Linked DNA regions of Anas platyrhynchos: region 2 is linked to region 1. Evidence: chromatin contacts called from public Hi-C data. All regions are on one chromosome and are shown on one strand. The core of a region is the stretch at or near the end of the contact, and the rest is flanking DNA. Distances in the headings are between cores, read along the strand shown.

Region 1 (3,558 bases), core at 814-3,313:
TAACTAAAAATCTGGATCTGGAAGGGATTCATGAATGAACCAAATATGAAATTATTTTCCAGAGCTTTGCAGATTGAGCATGATCTTATGCCTACACTGAAAAGTGCAGAAGGTTTTACACAGATGACTACCTGAGGAGCAAAGCCCTCATCAGGCCTTTCAGCGTGACAGAGGAACAGAAGAGATCTGATGATTTTCTACTAACGCCATGACACGACTTTTTCTTCCACAGAAAAAAATGTTAAATTCACTCTGTCAATTAACTTCTACCCTTCTCGTAATAAACAGTGAAAGACTAATTTAACTAAGCACAGCAGTAAATCAAAGATGTGTGTATACAGAGTAAAATTGCTTCTTTTCTTTTTTCAGTTACGAGACAACCATCTGACTCCAATGATAATCAGCCACTCCACATGATCCCCATTAGCTCAGTCCATGGAACACCTGAACAAAAGCCAAAGGAACTTGGATGTGTTCCTCATTCTGCTTTTTCTTTATTTTATTTTTTTTTCATCTAAACATCTGTTTTCCCATGTTGACACATGAGCTCATAACTTGCAGAACAAAGACAACCCAGGCCTTCATGTAACAGCATGTTTGTGTAGGTAGCATTGGGCTTTCTGATGCTTTCTAGATACCAGTCCTGCCCTTTATCCTGCTGCCCAAATTCACTGGCACTTTGTAAGGAATGAGCAAGAGCCACTGAATACTTCTTGCAAGGGGTATTATTTTCAAAACATAACCAGAAGTTACAGCATAGTTTAATGAGGGGTATTGGTTAAATATAGCATTATAAGGAAAACATGACCGTGATTACTTCACGAATAGCAATGCTGTGACCACTCTCACAGATCACTTCTATTTAACTGCACAGCACCATAGCATTTTCAAAACAAATGGAACACACGTGCCCCAATCTGAAGCTCTTACATTTTAGGGCCACAATCCTGTAAAAATGTGCACTTTTCCAAGACCTCCTGCAACACTCAATGCTAAGTATGTGTGGGTACCATCTCAAAGGATCAGGGCCTCAGCCTCCAGTCTTTCAGTCATGTGTTCTCCATGTGGAGAACTATGAAAAGTGTAAGTGCTTGCAGATCGAATAAGTGAATTTAGAAACGAGATGAAAGATAAAAAGCTAGGGATTACAAAATGGAAATACAAAGTGGAGTTGCTTTGGAGCGTGACGAGTTTTTGTGCTCATCCTGCTGGTGTTGGCTTCTCGTTGTTTACATTACAAACTCTGTGTACCAGAACACAGTTCCACCCCCATACATGTATCCCAAATGAAGGTGGACTCAATGTTAGGCACTGAAACATTTTAAAATGTTTAGCAGTTTACGGTATTAAAGATCTTCTTGCACTAAAGCAATGAGTATTATCTTTTAAAAGAAAGTTTGGATAAAGGCAAATACTTTCATTTCATTGCTTTGTTCTTGGTTGCATACGGAGAAGATGGAGAACTGGAATCAGGAAAGTGAAGGGGACACAGGGTGGGAAAGGACACATCAGTTGTTGCAGGAAGATCTTGGAAATGAATGAAAGAATGAGTGCCATCAGTAGGTTAGGATCAGTAGTGGTATGGTTGTATGGATGGTGGTCTTTTAGGCAACTTAGTTAACTGTGTCAGGGCACCAGCACCAGCTCCAGAGAGCTGGGAGGTTGAAAGCTCCTCCAGATGCTGGTGGCACAGAAGTGGAGATGACCCTTGTACTCTGAGTGGCTCTGTATCCATTGGAAGAAGTCCAAGCTGGGGACCAGCAAATGTGTTTTCAGTGGACTTTGGGTTCATTCTGTTTTCTCTGTGTTGTGATACTTCAGGCACAATTTTATTTCTCTCTTTTCAGCTCACTTCAGGGAGCCTGGACTTGCCACTGTGGATTTCTGGAACTGTCTGTTTCCATCATGTTTATTGTTCAAAGGTTAAAGATGGAGCCACAATGACTACTGTTTCAGCCACAAAAGATAGTCGTAACTTCAAGTATTAGCCACCACCACCCACCAGCTACAGGAATGATCTCACATTTCTTTTCCTTCTAGGAAGAGCGTTCAGATGCCAGTTTTATCTGACTCCAACCCTGTGACAAGCACAAATAACAAGAGTTGTTGATTCTTAGATCCACGTACAGCAGAGGCAAAGGAATGCAGTTTGTGTCTATTCGTGTCAGGATGTGTTGCATCAGAGGTAAAAGCTGCGTGCTGTCTGTACAGCACAGACTGGACAAGAGTTCCTGCTGTCCAGTTTGAGGGGAAGGCTGGGGAGGACAGGGAGTTAAAATGAGGACAAATAGGGTCCCCTGTAGGTTGCTTTAGCTGCTGCACAGGCTCAGTATCTGTGCAGCACATCTGGCCAGCTGCTGCTGAAGAGGGCAAGAAAAACTTCTCGTCTCCCCCAAATTTCTGGAGCTGCTTTTTTTCATACCTTCTCTTGCACTGATTCTCTCTGTTACCCTATAATGAACCAGGCCAGGGAGCTAAACCAGCACCCAACTATTTGTGTTTCTGCTAAATTGGGATCCACCTGATCCAGCTCCCTGTGAGAGGTCAAGGGATGTCCCACTGCAGTGGTGGTGAGCCTCTGCACATCCTGGGGAGACCCTGGGCCACCAAGCTATGCAGAACCCTAAAGAGCTTTCCAACTGGTTTTCCAACCTCTCAATCTGCAAACAGAGACTGGTTTTCATAAGCACATCTCAGACCAGCAGCTGCTTCTGCCCAGGAAGCCCTTGGAGGATCCCCAGTCCACACCAGAAATCCCCATCAGCATGCTACAGAGTCACAGATTTTGGTCATATGCAAATGCCAAGTCCTTCTGCTGTATTTTCATGAAGATCAGGATTTTCATCTCAGTTCTCAACATGGATATGGATATGGAAGTAGGAAGAGGCTGTAGCTTTCTCCTAGGTTATCTGGCAGGGTCAGGAAGGATTTCCCAGCAGCAGTGTCATACCGATTTTCTGCTGTGACAGGAATGCAGAGCCTTGGTGGGTCAAGTGAAGATGAAAGCCACCTCTATGAAGGCCCAGAACCTTCTGACTGACCTTTGGGCTCACTACACCAGCATTTCCACACGATGATAAACTGTCACATCATCAGCTAAGCAGTGTTGCTGTTGTGCCTCTGACTCAGGGCTCTTCTGAAGGACTTCTCTCATCACTGTGCAGGGTGCTGAGATGACTCTTCACTATAAGGTCTTTCAGAGAAAAAGTGTGATGGCAGCAACCAGCCCACACACCAAGATACTTAAGAGGTCTTGAGTCATGTACACACAGCTATAGAAACCTATCAATCTGCTAGTAACAGGCCCTGCAGAAACACAGGGCTGGATGCTGCCCCTGCCCTAAGAGACTTGCAGTCTAATTTGGGAGAAGACCAAATGGAAAAGGAGAAGGAAAAACATTAAATAATAAGAGCAAATGTTTATATAGCTGCTTGCACAACATAGTAACTACAAGCAGCTAAAGTCTTAGAGATTCAAACAAGATTAAACATTAAGAAGAAACACTTTACAACTGCACAGAGAATCTGGGGAAGGTTGCTTGGAGAGATTGCTTGGGC
Region 2 (3,864 bases), core at 1,228-3,727, 390 kb before region 1:
TACAGCAACTATCATCCTTGGTTCAAAGCTCTCACTGAACATGTTTGTCTAATAAGTCAGAACATAGATATTCAAATAAGTTTTTGTGATTGCATATCTGCAGCCTGATCTAATTGTGGAAAGTGTGCACAGCGCAAGTATTTTTCATGCTGCTTGTTGCTGTAATCTGCTGGAAAAAACAGAGTAACACCAAGAGTTGGAAGCTTTGGATTTATAGCCCCTTCGTTCCACCCCCAAGTGGCAGAGAGGACTCCATAGCTTTGAGCCTGACAAGATGTAAATACCTGGTGATGAGGGAGAGATGGAGCTTGGTTTTATTCTTACAATGTTGGCTAGGAAAGTAAATACAGCAATTTTTTCCTCTCACATTTCTCCACAAATCCTCTAATATTACAGCGTGGACCTGGGTTTACATGTAAACCAGAGCAAATGTGTGGGCTCTCAGAGAATTTGGAATACTGTTTCATGTTGTTTTTGTCATTAAAATACTTCTGAAGTGAGCAAAGTAACCTATTAGAACTGTAGTAAATTTGTGTCCTGCAGAGAAATATCCAAAGCGTAGTTCTAGCTCACCCAACAGGGAGTCTATTGGTCATTCAGCATGCAAAAGACATTTCTATCTGGTGAGGGCTGAAGCACAGTGGTAGGTATAAACAGAAATTCTCAGCTATTGGCACACATTCCTGCTTGTTCCTTGGACAAGCAAAGGCTTGTGGAATTGTGGCCTACTAGCTTAGCATTTTCTGTGGGCTGTTTATGCTGAAGAAAAATAAAGAATGAACAATAAATTTTCCAAAGACTTTGAGTTAATGCTGTTGTTGGGGAGATGTGTGCTCGCTAGAGAGTAGTGCTTGTTTAGAGCTGACCATCTCGAGCCTGGGCTGTAGACATGAGAGTTAAGTCCTTTGTGTTTGTAATCACTTTTTTTTTTCTTCCCTTTTTCTTGTATTCACTCACAGGGTTATTGCTTTTCTTGAAGCTATTGTGTGCATAAAGTTTGGACAGGATCTTTTCTCCAAAACACAAATCCTGTATGTTGTGTTTTGGCTTCTCTGTGTGGTAAGTGAGATTTCTCATGTGAAACATAAGGCACAGCAAAGGCATTGAAAGCATCCAAATAGCTTCCTCTCTGGAACATTGGCAGCAGGGGATCGTTGTGAGGGAATGCTGGTAAAGAACTTCATGCATGTCCCAGGAAGAGCAAATATGAGATCGTTTAGAACTACTCTGAAGAGATAAGAATAACTTTTTCCTTAGTTCTTGACCTAGTAGAATGTAGTCACTTAACCAGTACTTAACAAAGAAACAAACTGTGGTTATAGATCTTAGCCTTATGAGAGAAAATGACAGTTCAGTTGAGGATAATCTGGGAGCTGCTTCCGATGGTGCCCTCTGGAAGAGAACAGGAGTTAATGAATAGCATTAATAAGTAATGCATGTTGCTTCACACTGAAGTCTTACAACTGCAGAAGCCCTGCTTTATCAGGCAAATTGTTTTCACTCAGCCTGCAGCTTTCTGCACTTCAGTGTAATTACTGCAAATGCAGCTTGAAATGCCCATTTTACAACAGCAAACACGTTAGTTAGTCTTGCCCAACTTGTAACTCTGATGCCAAACACATTTTAATGAAAACTAAGGCATTTCTTCTGGGCTGTGACAGTTAAATGCTTCTCCCTTCTGACTGGGAACACAGTTCGAACAGGTGATAGGAAGTTGGAATTGATTGTTCTGCTATTTAGTGTATCCTAAAGTTGGAGTCCAAGTGTTAATTGATGTGGAAAAAGATGCAGAGAGAAACAGAGCGTGAAAGTCTCCAAACATGGAATCTCCAGGAATTCAAAGACTTTGAACCAGCAAGGAATTTGGGAAAAATAAATAAATAAGTAGTTACTTTTTTTTTTCCTCTCCTTCCTTGTTTAGGCCTTTACAACTTTCCTGTGTTTATATGGAATGGTTTGGTACGCAGAATACTACGGCCACCGAGAAAAGGTACTTTACTAGGATGCCTGGTCTTGTTTTATACCAAAATGAAACAACAAAGCTACTAGATGTTAGGATCCTTTACCAGAACTAACATACATGGGGGAGAGGGGGGATGGTTTGGAGCCTTAACTGAAGTCAATAGAAAGAACTCTGAATTCAGTGAGCCTTGGACAGATCCCAGCTTAAACTGTGGTTTCTAAAGAATGTTGTCCTCTTGGATACCCAAAACGAGGCTGTAATTTTGGCAAAGCATTCAGGGACGAATGGTCAGCTGCTGTCCCCATTGTACAGGTGGAATGCTAGGGGAATATTAAGAATACTGGGTTACACAACAGATCACCTGGCAAGTGGTGAATTCTTACTGCACCATCTATGTCGTACCTCTTAACTATGGAGGGAAACATCTGAAGTGCTGGTTGTATGTTTTATCAGGACTTCTGCCACATTTTCAATCTACAAGCCTGTGCTGGTCTCAGGAATCAGCATCCCAATGACGTGTGTCCCTCTTGTGTTTTGCAGACCTTATCAGAAAGTGAAGACAGCCCGTACAGTCCAGATGCTTCCTGGCTTCATTCTAAATTCAGCAGAGGTATCGGCACTTATACATGTGTGTTATTAAAGGGGGAGCTTTAATGCTTAGCATTAGGAAATAAGGCTTGAGAAACTTACCTGGGAGACAGCTGGACTTCCTTTAACATCCCTGCAGGAGCTATGCAGATAAATCATCTACAAAGCTATTTGGTTTTACTGCCTTTTTTTCTTCCAATTCTAAGAAATGTATGTATTTTTTTTCATGGAGCAGTTTCTTTTTTCCCCTACTATTCCAGATCATTCTTGGAGGTTTAGGACGTTATATATTTCATAAGTGTTCTGGATGGGTTTTCTACCTAAACATTGCATGTTTGGTTTTAAATATGAGTGCAAATTATACTTCTATTCCTCCTTTTTAAGAAAGTAAAGTATGTGCCCTGGAGCTTATGTTCTTGCTGACACTTGCCTAGTTAGTGCAGCACTGATAGTCATAAACAGCTTCTTCTGTACTTAGAGGCAGCCCACCTCTAACTTCTTTTCCCTACACTAGAGGTCAGTTAATTTACTCTTCCTCTTACTCTTTAGTGTGGGCTTATTGAAAAAAATCAAGCTTCACATCTGGAGGTGACCTGTCAGAGCTTACGCTCCAGATGTGTTAGTATCATTAAAATATTTCTTATTTACCATATACTTTAAAAACATCTACAATTGAGCTTTTATATACCAAATGTGATTTCTCTATATGCAGATATTAACTTATTCTTCGCTTAGTGCATTTGTGGACTTTTATTTGAAGAAAAATTGCTTGCACTTGAAGTCTCTCCTTTTCTCTCCTTTATACACACTGGAGAAATCTAGCCAAGTAAATATTTGTTCTCTGACTTTATCTGTTTCTTCGTTAATTGTGAACTTAACCTCTTCCGTGTTTTGCTCTTGGATCCTTCTTTCAGTCCCCATTGCCTCCCTTTGCTTTCTCGGAGTCAAACGCTGCCTGTCAAGAAAGACTGAATCTGTGACTTCAGTCTCATAGCTCTTCAATTCTGATAGTAACAAAACTTCTGCCAGTAAAAAAAAAAAAAGTGTAGAGATCTGAATTATTGATGTCATTTCAAAATAGAAGATGCTTCACCACTATATTTGGCTGTGAGAAACTTCTGAAATCTCTTGTAAGAGGAGGAATTTTACAGTTCTTAAATTTGTTTTCATTCTTTTTTGTAATTAGGCCACTAGATGGAGTAGGAGTACCAGTTTGTATTAGCTTGAACTACTCTATACTGTAAATGCTGTAGCTTCAGAAAGCCTTCACTGTCTTTCAGACAAGAACTTGTCAATGTCAGATAGTCAAAAAG

The links. Hi-C and Micro-C count contacts between places; a contact is called where the count stands out from the background.
Region 2: a contact with region 1 is called in a Hi-C map of liver, with 4 times the contacts expected there. The contact joins two enhancer-like sites. A contact is called at or near these places in 6 of 8 Hi-C or Micro-C datasets (F1 follicle, F5 follicle, liver and 2 more).

The regions. Positions count from the first base shown.
Region 1 is chr2:23,183,961-23,187,518 of IASCAAS_PekinDuck_T2T, reverse strand. It overlaps LOC140001694 (a long non-coding RNA gene), which reads left to right. Exons shown (of 5, transcript XR_011807184.1): 5 at 63-309. Among named protein-coding and RNA genes, the nearest start is that of MTDH, 20 kb to the right of the region's middle. Within about 2 kb of position 2,063, at least 2 of the 8 cell types and tissues checked have an H3K27ac peak or open chromatin away from gene starts, as enhancers often do.
Region 2 is chr2:23,578,889-23,582,752 of IASCAAS_PekinDuck_T2T, reverse strand. It overlaps PTDSS1 (phosphatidylserine synthase 1), which reads left to right. Exons shown (of 13, transcript XM_021277264.4): 10 at 960-1,059; 11 at 1,922-1,990; 12 at 2,504-2,573. Among named protein-coding and RNA genes, the nearest start is that of PTDSS1, 23 kb to the left of the region's middle. Within about 2 kb of position 2,477, at least 1 of the 8 cell types and tissues checked has an H3K27ac peak or open chromatin away from gene starts, as enhancers often do.